Linked DNA regions of Mus musculus: region 1 is linked to region 2. A link is a contact called in public ChIA-PET data. All regions are on one chromosome and are shown on one strand. Each heading gives the region's core, a stretch centred on a gene start, on an enhancer-like site or on the middle of the called end of the contact. The rest is flanking DNA. Distances are from core to core; before and after follow the strand shown. Region 1 overlaps Tom1l2 (target of myb1-like 2 (chicken)). Region 2 holds the start of Drg2 (developmentally regulated GTP binding protein 2).

Region 1 (4,248 bases), core at 1,514-4,013, 150 kb before region 2:
GCACTTTGTTTAACTCTTCTTAAATAAGATGTCTGAGAATCTGGTAGACTTTTCTAGAAAAGCTCTCACACACAATTCTACACACCTTCTCAACAGGTTCTTCACTCAAACCAAACCACGGTAGCTACTAACAGGAATGTTAAAAATAATATGGATGCTCACGAATAGCAAGACAGTGGCCAGGCCTAAGGTGAAGTTGTTACCTTGATGTGCAGCAGCTCTCTAGGAAAAGCTTAGTTCTGTGCATTTGTGAAGACCCCCAGCACAGAGAGCTGCCCTGACTCCATGCCTGTATTCAGGGAAGGCAGGAGAGTGGGTCTCACTTGGATGCTCTGATCTGAGCCCATGCTGTTCTTCTCAAGGCCCTAGAAGACAAGGCTGTTATATGCTACCCATCAGGCAGTCATTCTGCTGAGCTACCTTCAATGCACCAGACCTGTGAACGCATAAGCTTTATTTAGCTCATTTTTCTAACAACTCCCACCCCAAATTGGTTGAGGTGGTGCTAGGGAACCAGCAAATCAAAGACTTGCAAGAGTGATGAAAAGGGGAATCCAGGCATCTATAGCAACACAACTACACACTTGGCAGGGGAAGAAAAAGACAGGAGCACCTCCTCCTGCCAGCAATACCCACCAGACCCTGCCAACAATACTCAAGGGCTCATGCGGGCCTGCACCAACTAATTCCATCACTTGTCTGAGATAATAGCCCTCTCAGTATTCTCTTGCAAGGAGCTCCTCAACGTGCCAGGAAAACTTTCTGTGGCAAGTGTTGCTGCCTCACTGCCCTGGGCCACCCTCCCTGCCTCTCTCTGTGATGGTACAAGTCAAAAAAAAAAAGGGGGGGGGAAACTTAAGGTTTTTTGTTTGTTTGTTTGTTCTGTTTTTTTAATAATCATTTACTTCCAATGAAAATAAAGCAAAGATGACCATGAGCCTGGAATTATAGTTATTTTGTTTTGTTTTCGAGACAGTGTCACTATGAAGCCTTGGCTGACTTGGAACTCACTATATAGACTAGGCTGACCTCAAATGCATACATATCTACCTGAACCTAATATGTACTTTACTGTTCATTTATTAATCCATGATATATGAATGACTGTAAGCCAGGTGTTGTGGCACACATCTTTAACCCCAACACTGGGAAGGCAGAAGCAGGAGAAAGTTCAAGGCCAGCCAGGTCTACAGAGTGAGTTCCAGGACAGCCAGGACTACACAGAGAAACAAGATTTAATTAATTAATTAAAAATCTATCACTCCTCAATGGCCGGTCAGGTCTAATATGAACACTGTGCGTACTAATTACGGGCTCTATGCTTTCTACACTTTTAAAGACTACAATTACCCTACTTACCTTACCTGGATAAGACTTATAATCATTTCTAAGTCATTTCTAACCCAAGAAAACCTATGGAGAAAATGAAATTTCAATACATTTTTGTTTCAAAAGTAGAAAGGAAAACCAAGAACTCATGAGAACAGGCAGCACTCATTCCCAGGTCAGCCAGGGCAGTGATGCGGTCCCTGGACAGTGCTAGCAGCCTATTATACGGAGACAGGACCTTCCACTTTAGAGGATCCCTTCAGAAACGGTTTGACTATGCTGAGCAGCTAGGTTTCCTTGGGTAAGGAAGTGAGGAGGTATATATTTTGGAACAAGATAGGTCCAGAGTCAAACCTCACTTAGGGGTTACTGGGATACTGGGCACAAGGGGTGCACCTCAGTAGCAGCATGCATGCCTGGCATCCCAGGACCCTGGGTTTCACCCTAAGCCCTTTACTCCAAGCATACACACGTATGTGTGCATTGACCTGGATATAGGCATGGAGCTTTATTCCCTTGATTCAGTATCTCATCTGTAAAATGGGACTCACAATATTAACAAGGATGAAAATGATTCTGCCATTTCCTTGTATACCAGAATCGCCTGCAGAGTTTGTTTAAAATGTAGATATGTGCATCCTGAGCCCAAAGATTCTATTTCAGTGCATCTGATGTGGGGCACAGAAATCTGTGGGGATTTAAATTATTTTTCATTTTTAATTACACAATATGTAAATATATTTCTCCCTTGTAAAATATTAAAACATTACCTTATCAGTTATGATTGCATTCAGCTGCAAGCAATTAAAAACCAACATTTGCTTAAGCAGATGGGGGTTTATTTTTCTCGTGGAACAAGAAGAAATCTTGAAGCAGGTAGCATGAAGGTACAGTGACTTGAGAACTATGTGACTGTCATCATCTACTTGAGGTTACAAGACAGTGGCTGCTACCTGAAAGCCCATGAAACAGGAAGGGAGAGGGTACAAAGGCTGGGGAGTGTCCACTTATGAAGGAGTGCTCCCCTAGGAGTCTTCAGCTTACAGGCCAGAGTTTATAGGTGGCCACTCCTAGCTACAAGGGAGCCAGAGAAGGTAGTATCTTAGCTGGGCAAAGCCACTCCAAACAGAACCAAGGTTCTATCAGTGCACTGGTTAGGGCCTGACACACACTAGAGCCACCTGGGTTGAAGGAGTCTTAACTGAGGTTGCCCCCATCACAACTGACCTGTGGGCATTCTGTGGTACACGTCTCTGGGACATTTTCTTGATTGCTAATTAATATGAGAGGGCCCAGCCCACTAGGGCAGTGCTACATATAAAAAGAACAGCTGAGCAAGCCAGAGGAAGCAAGCCAGTAAGTAGCCTTCCTCTGTGGTCTCTGCAGTAGAAAGAAAACTAGGGCGGTATGGAATAAATGAGGAACAGTAACTGGGTACCTGCTGAGCAGTTTCACTTTCATTACAGAGAAAGGCTACATTCTCTATGGTGCGCCCTCTCCATCAATCCTGGCTTCGTGCACATTTTAAAGAAACTCTTCAGGAGATTCTGGTGCCCCCTTAAGCAGCTTTTTGGGAATTACTGGCAAACTTACACAGAGGTTTCTACATGCCTTGAGAGTTCAGCTCAGTGCAGCTGCAATTCGAAGTAACTCATGAATATTTACTCTGATCTTCTTTCCCTTCTCTAGAAAACTTAACCTGTTGTTACAGCCACACCTCACGGAGGGCTGGCTGCAGATGGGAGACAATAATGGGATGTGGGAAATTATCAGCTCGTTTTAGAAATCAAAACCCAGGGATGTGCCCTGGGCCCAAAAACATGAGGCTGATGGGGACAACAGCATCACCCACAAGGTGACTGACCCCCTACCTAGAACACAAGGGTCACTGTGCGGATGACGACTGAGTCAGGGACAGGGAAGTGGTGAAGCCAGAGCAGGCAGCTGTGCGTGGAAATAAAAAATAGTTCACAGAGTTTAACATGTGAAAGGTATACCTGTGCAGACGAAACCTGTGCAGACGAAACGCCCTCCTCCCACCCCCCCGGGAAGGCAACCCCACAACCTCTAAAACCTTAGGCTAAAACAGGCAACTTACGCCTGGCTCTTTCTTTTACTTAAGAAAAAAAAAGATTATTTTATTTTATTTTTATGTGTATGTATATATAACTACTGTATGTATGTGTACCATGTGCATGCCTGGTGCCCATGGAGGCCAGAAAAGGAGTACTGGGTCCCCTGGGTCACAGACGGTTGTGAGCTGCCATGTGAGTGCTAGGGACAGAACCTAGGTCCCCTGGAAGAACAATGAACACTCTCAACCCTGAGCCATCTCTCCAGTCATCTGTTTTGGTTTGGGTGTATGAGGAGGGGCAATTTCTAACAAAAAGACGATTTCTTTGATCGATACACAGGCATCTGTAAGCTTAGCTATAGGGATCCCAGGTAGGAAGATTATTTGAGCAAAGAACCAGAGACGAACTAGGAAAGGTAATAAAACTTCATCTCAAAAGAGATAAAACTTTCATTTTAAGATATATCCGTAATTTTAAATTTTATTTTATTATTTTATGTGTATGGATTTTTCCCTACTCAGATGTCTGTGTAGCATGCGCATGCAGTACCCAAGGAGGCCAGAAGAGGGTATCGAATCCACTGGAACTGAGTTACATAGAGCTGTGAGCTGCTCTGTTGATTCTGGGAATCAGACCCAGGACCTCTGGGAGCCATCACTCCAGCACCCATTTTATTTTATTTACACACAGAGAATTTTTTTAATTACTAATGCTATCTAGTCATCAAGAATAACAGGATAGTTTTTAGAAGGCCTTTGGTGGGTCAGTTCATCCACCTCTACGCCATAGCTCACATCTGGCCTTTGTGTACAATTATACAGCAAAAAAGGGCTGCAGCCAAAGC
Region 2 (4,187 bases), core at 420-2,919:
TTTTGATGGACAAGTTAAATATGTACATAGAGCATAGTGACCTCTCCCTGTGCAAACCAGCCCCATCTCCACAGATCTGCATGGACAGTGGAGCTCACAGCTGGCTTCCAAGACTTAGGTTTGGAGGAGTCGGATCTTCCTTGAAGGAAAGGCTAGCTGCCTTTTCCTTGATCTTGAGGTAGGCCCAATTCTCGGGCAGGCAGCAAAAACAAAACAAAAAAATTAAGGACCATGGGATCATGAAGCAGACAGCAGAGAAGATGTTAGCATTCTTGGAAATTGAGCCATTTCCCCCAACTGTAAAGTCAAAGTGAGCTTACTTCTGGGGTTACAAGGTGGTGGTAAAAGATTCCAACAGCCATATTAGGAAGGAGTTGATGGAAGGGGTGGGGATAGGGAATAAAAGAAGTGCAAGATACAGGTATATGAATGGAAATGTTATGGGGCTAGAGATGGCCCAGTGCTTAAGAGCACTTGTACTTGCAGAGGGCACAGGTTTGACTCTGGACCCCTATGGTGGGACACAAGCATCCCTCCAGATCCAGGCAATCTGATGCCCTCTTCTGACCTCTGCAGGCAACAAGGAAGACATGCATGTGGTATACACATACATGTAGGCAAAACACTTATACATGGAAAATAAAACATCTTTTAAAATGTTATAACCCATTATTTTGAATGCTAATTGTTTTTTAAAAGGAAATTTGAGGCAGAAGGGACCTGAGGACTTGGGCCTGGGCTTCTCAGGCCTTCTCATCTGCATTGACCACCCCAGCTTCCAAAATGCTCCATCACCTTTTGATACCCACTCAAAACATCATATAAACCTACCACACTTAAATCGTACTACCTTGCAGAAACAGCATACACATCTACTGCATTACCATGAGGGTGTGTAGACTTGGAGTTCACAGCCAGAGCTTCATTCTATCTTGGCACTGTCATTTAACAGCTGTAATTTGCAATACCTATTCGGAAACTGCAATGCAAGCGAGACTGGTGACCCCATGCACTTTGTTCTTGAAACAGACATGTTCGATTCCCAGAACCCACGTGGTTGTTCACCACCGTCTGAAACTATACTTTTAGGAGATCTGGTGCCCTGTTCTGAGCTCCACTGGCACATGCACATGGTGTACATACATATATGCAAGCAAAACACACATAAAATGAATACATCTAATTTAAAAATTAAAAAAACAAAAAAACAATACCCCACATTAAAGCTGGCATTAAGTGCTCTTAACGGCTGAGCCCAGTTTTGAACTTTTCGTTTGCTTTCCTATCTGACACTGATACTAGCTGTGCAACCCAGCTGACTTCAAATTCGCAGCAATCCTCCTGCTCCTGCCTCCTGAGTACTGGGATTAAAGGTTACTCCAGCAGGCTAGACCCCAAGACTCTTTTACTGCCTTTACAAAATGGGAGCCTTAAGACTTTCTGCCCATCTCCTTTTCTGTCACTATCAAAGAGAAAAGAGATTCCCCCTCTGCTTTGCAAACTCAAAGCAGTTTGGGGTCTGGTCCTAACGAACCAAAGTCAAGACCCGGATGCTCATCGCAGCTGGACGAGGTAGGAACGGATGGTATCTGCTCTCCACGTGGTGTGCCCGGACTCCGAATCTCGTAGCACCGGGAGCTCGGGAGGACTCCATTCTTGGTGCGCTTCCTGGTTCTGACTGCTTTGCTTCCGGCATTAGACGTGAGCGCTCAGCGCTGTAAGCTATAGGCAGCGTGAATCTCCGCCGAAGCTGCAACTATGGGGATCTTGGAGAAAATCTCGGAGATCGAGAAGGAGATCGCTCGAACGCAGAAGAACAAGGGTAAGGGCGGGATCGGAGGGGTCTCCCTTTCTACCCTCCTTGTTTTTCTTGTCTGTAAAATGAGGGGACAACTGGAGCCACCACCGAGGCCGGAGAAACACCGGGGAAGTGCCGAGGCGTGCGTGAGGCGGGAGCGGGCACATTCAGCGACGTGATTTCAGGGTTCTTGAGAGATCTGATCTGTGCTGGACTCAGTGTTCAAGTAGAGAAACCTCAGCGCGCACAATAAGCCCGTGACCCAGAAAGGCAGTGTCGGAGATTTTCCCCTAGGGTCCTGGCAGCTGGGCCTTCATGCTGAGAAGGGCAAGAGAAGACATCTCACAAAACAGCTTGTCCCGGCAGACAGGCAGGCGCCAGCGAGCTAGTGTCAAGGAAGTAGGGACTGGAGAATTTGTCCACTACGTTCTTGCTATGTAACCTTGTAAAGTCATGTCAGTTTTTGGCGACCCAATGTCCTCATCTGTGGATAGGGATAACACCCGCTCTGTTGTGGTTCACATGTGCAAAGCCCTTGCCAGAGTGATCACCTAATATTTAAAGTAAACCACCCCAAATACACAACACCAAGGAAGCATCAAACTGTGAGGGTTGGGGATCAGTGGAGAGGTGGGACTGCCAAGCAGTGTCTAGCCTTGGTGCTTTCCCGAGTCTTGAAGAAATGTGGTGACAGAGTTAGTGCTGCTGCCCTTCCTGTTCGGATGCACAAGGCTAAGTGACCTTTCCAGGCAGTAATGGCAGGGTGGGATTGATCTGACTTAAATTCAGGCAACAGCAGGTTCATAGGTCCTGAGGCAAGGATAAAGTCAGAGAAGGGTGGAAGGAGTTGGGGCAGGACAGCTGAGGTCCTCAGTCTCAACCATGTCCCTGCTATCATGCGGATTCGGTAAGACCTGAAACAGAATTCCTTCTCAGTAACTTAACCCTGTTCCCCAGAATTTGGAAGCAGTATGGTAACCCTAACAATACTTTTTTTGGTTTGGTTTGGTTTTTGGTTTTTCGAGACAGGGTTTCTCGCTGTAGCCCTGGCCGTCCTTGAACTCACTCTGTAGACCAGGCTGGCCTTGAACTCAGAAATCCGCCTGCCTCTGCCTCCCAAGTGCTGGGATTAAAGGCGTTCGCCACCACGCCCGGCCTGACAATACTATAAAGGAGAAGGAAAAGGGACAGGTGTACAGTGAAACAGTCTGTTCTCCCTCCATGAGTGCTGGGTGATGTCAGGAGAACTAAGCACAAGGTACCCATCCTCTGCCTGGGGCCGCAGTGATGGGACGTGTGCAGGGAGGCTGTGTGGCCTCCTGGATTCCGTCAGGGGCTGATCACAGCATGGCAAATTTGTGTATGCCACAGTGTCCCCTTCTTCCATGAAGTGGTGCACCACATGGAATTCCAGCACTACAGAAAGTGCCCTGTGTCCATAGAGAAGCAGGGCAGACCTGAGGCCTTCAAGCCTGACCCAGGTTTTCTCTGGACGTCTTCAGGATGTGACAAGTCACGAATTCAGGAACTTCCCGGCTGTTCGGAATTGGTTCGTGATCTTTAGGGCAGCTACCAGGAGAGAGTAAAGCTCCAGAGTGAGCAGAGAGCAGCCCTGTGACCTTCTGTCTGCCTCAAGTACCATTAGTGCTGCCCATCCGTGCTCCTTAGGATGCTGAGATACCAGTGGGGTACCAGGGGAACCCTTGAGGTCTCCTTGAGGTGATTGTTGTCTGGTCTTGATGTTCTCAGCACTTGGCCCTATGTGGGTCCCCACCTGACCCTCCAGGTAGAGACCCTGACACTTGTTCCTGTCTTGTTTTCCATCCTCCAGCCACCGAGTACCACCTGGGCCTGCTGAAAGCAAAACTGGCCAAGTATCGGGCCCAGCTCCTGGAACCATCCAAATCCGCCTCATCCAAAGGAGAGGGCTTTGATGTCATGAAGTCAGGTGATGCCCGTGTGGCACTGATTGGCTTTCCCTCTGTGGGTAAGGTCAGTGATGGTCTCTGTGGACCTTGGGGAGAACAATAGAGGGTCACTTACCTACAGCATGCCCATCCCTACCTCCCCTCAAAGTCTTACCTCCCTATCGCCCTAACTTAGAGGTTACTCTTTCTTCTCCTTAGCAGGAATAGTTGGCCTTCCAACTGAGCCAGTGGCACACAGTGTGTACCTTATGCTGGGCATTGGGCCCGATACTGGGATGCCCATCCCTACCTGCACATACTTCCTCTCAGAAAAGACAATTTGAGCAAATTCAGGTGTCACTTAGTTGGTTTTAAGCTCCAAGGAAGTCCAAGGTCCTTCAAGACATGTCTGGGTAGCTGAAGGCTTCTCTAGTGAGTGGTTGGTGTATCAGAGGTCCTAACCGATGTGAGGGAGCTTGCTG

The links. ChIA-PET counts read pairs in DNA pulled down with a chosen protein or histone mark.
Region 1: an RNA polymerase II ChIA-PET map of memory CD8 T cells shows a contact between it and region 2, with 16 read pairs. The contact joins the enhancer-like site here to the promoter of Drg2 in region 2. A contact is called at or near these places in 6 of 484 Hi-C or Micro-C datasets (the G1E-ER4 cell line and embryonic stem cells), 3 of 115 datasets of contacts at active chromatin or transcription factors (effector CD8 T cells, embryonic stem cells and memory CD8 T cells) and 2 of 9 other capture datasets (adipose tissue and pancreatic islet).

The regions. Positions count from the first base shown.
Region 1 is chr11:60,303,053-60,307,300 of GRCm38.p6, forward strand. All of the region lies in intron 1 of Tom1l2 (target of myb1-like 2 (chicken)), which reads right to left. Among named protein-coding and RNA genes, the nearest start is that of Gm38501, 46 kb to the left of the region's middle. Within about 2 kb of position 2,764, at least 95 of the 459 cell types and tissues checked have an H3K27ac peak or open chromatin away from gene starts, as enhancers often do. A contact at or near this core is called in adipose tissue, memory CD8 T cells and pancreatic islet, where this site is marked.
Region 2 is chr11:60,452,922-60,457,108 of GRCm38.p6, forward strand. It overlaps Drg2 (developmentally regulated GTP binding protein 2), which reads left to right and starts at 1,670. Exons shown (of 13, transcript NM_021354.2): 1 at 1,670-1,822; 2 at 3,630-3,790. The coding sequence starts at 1,759.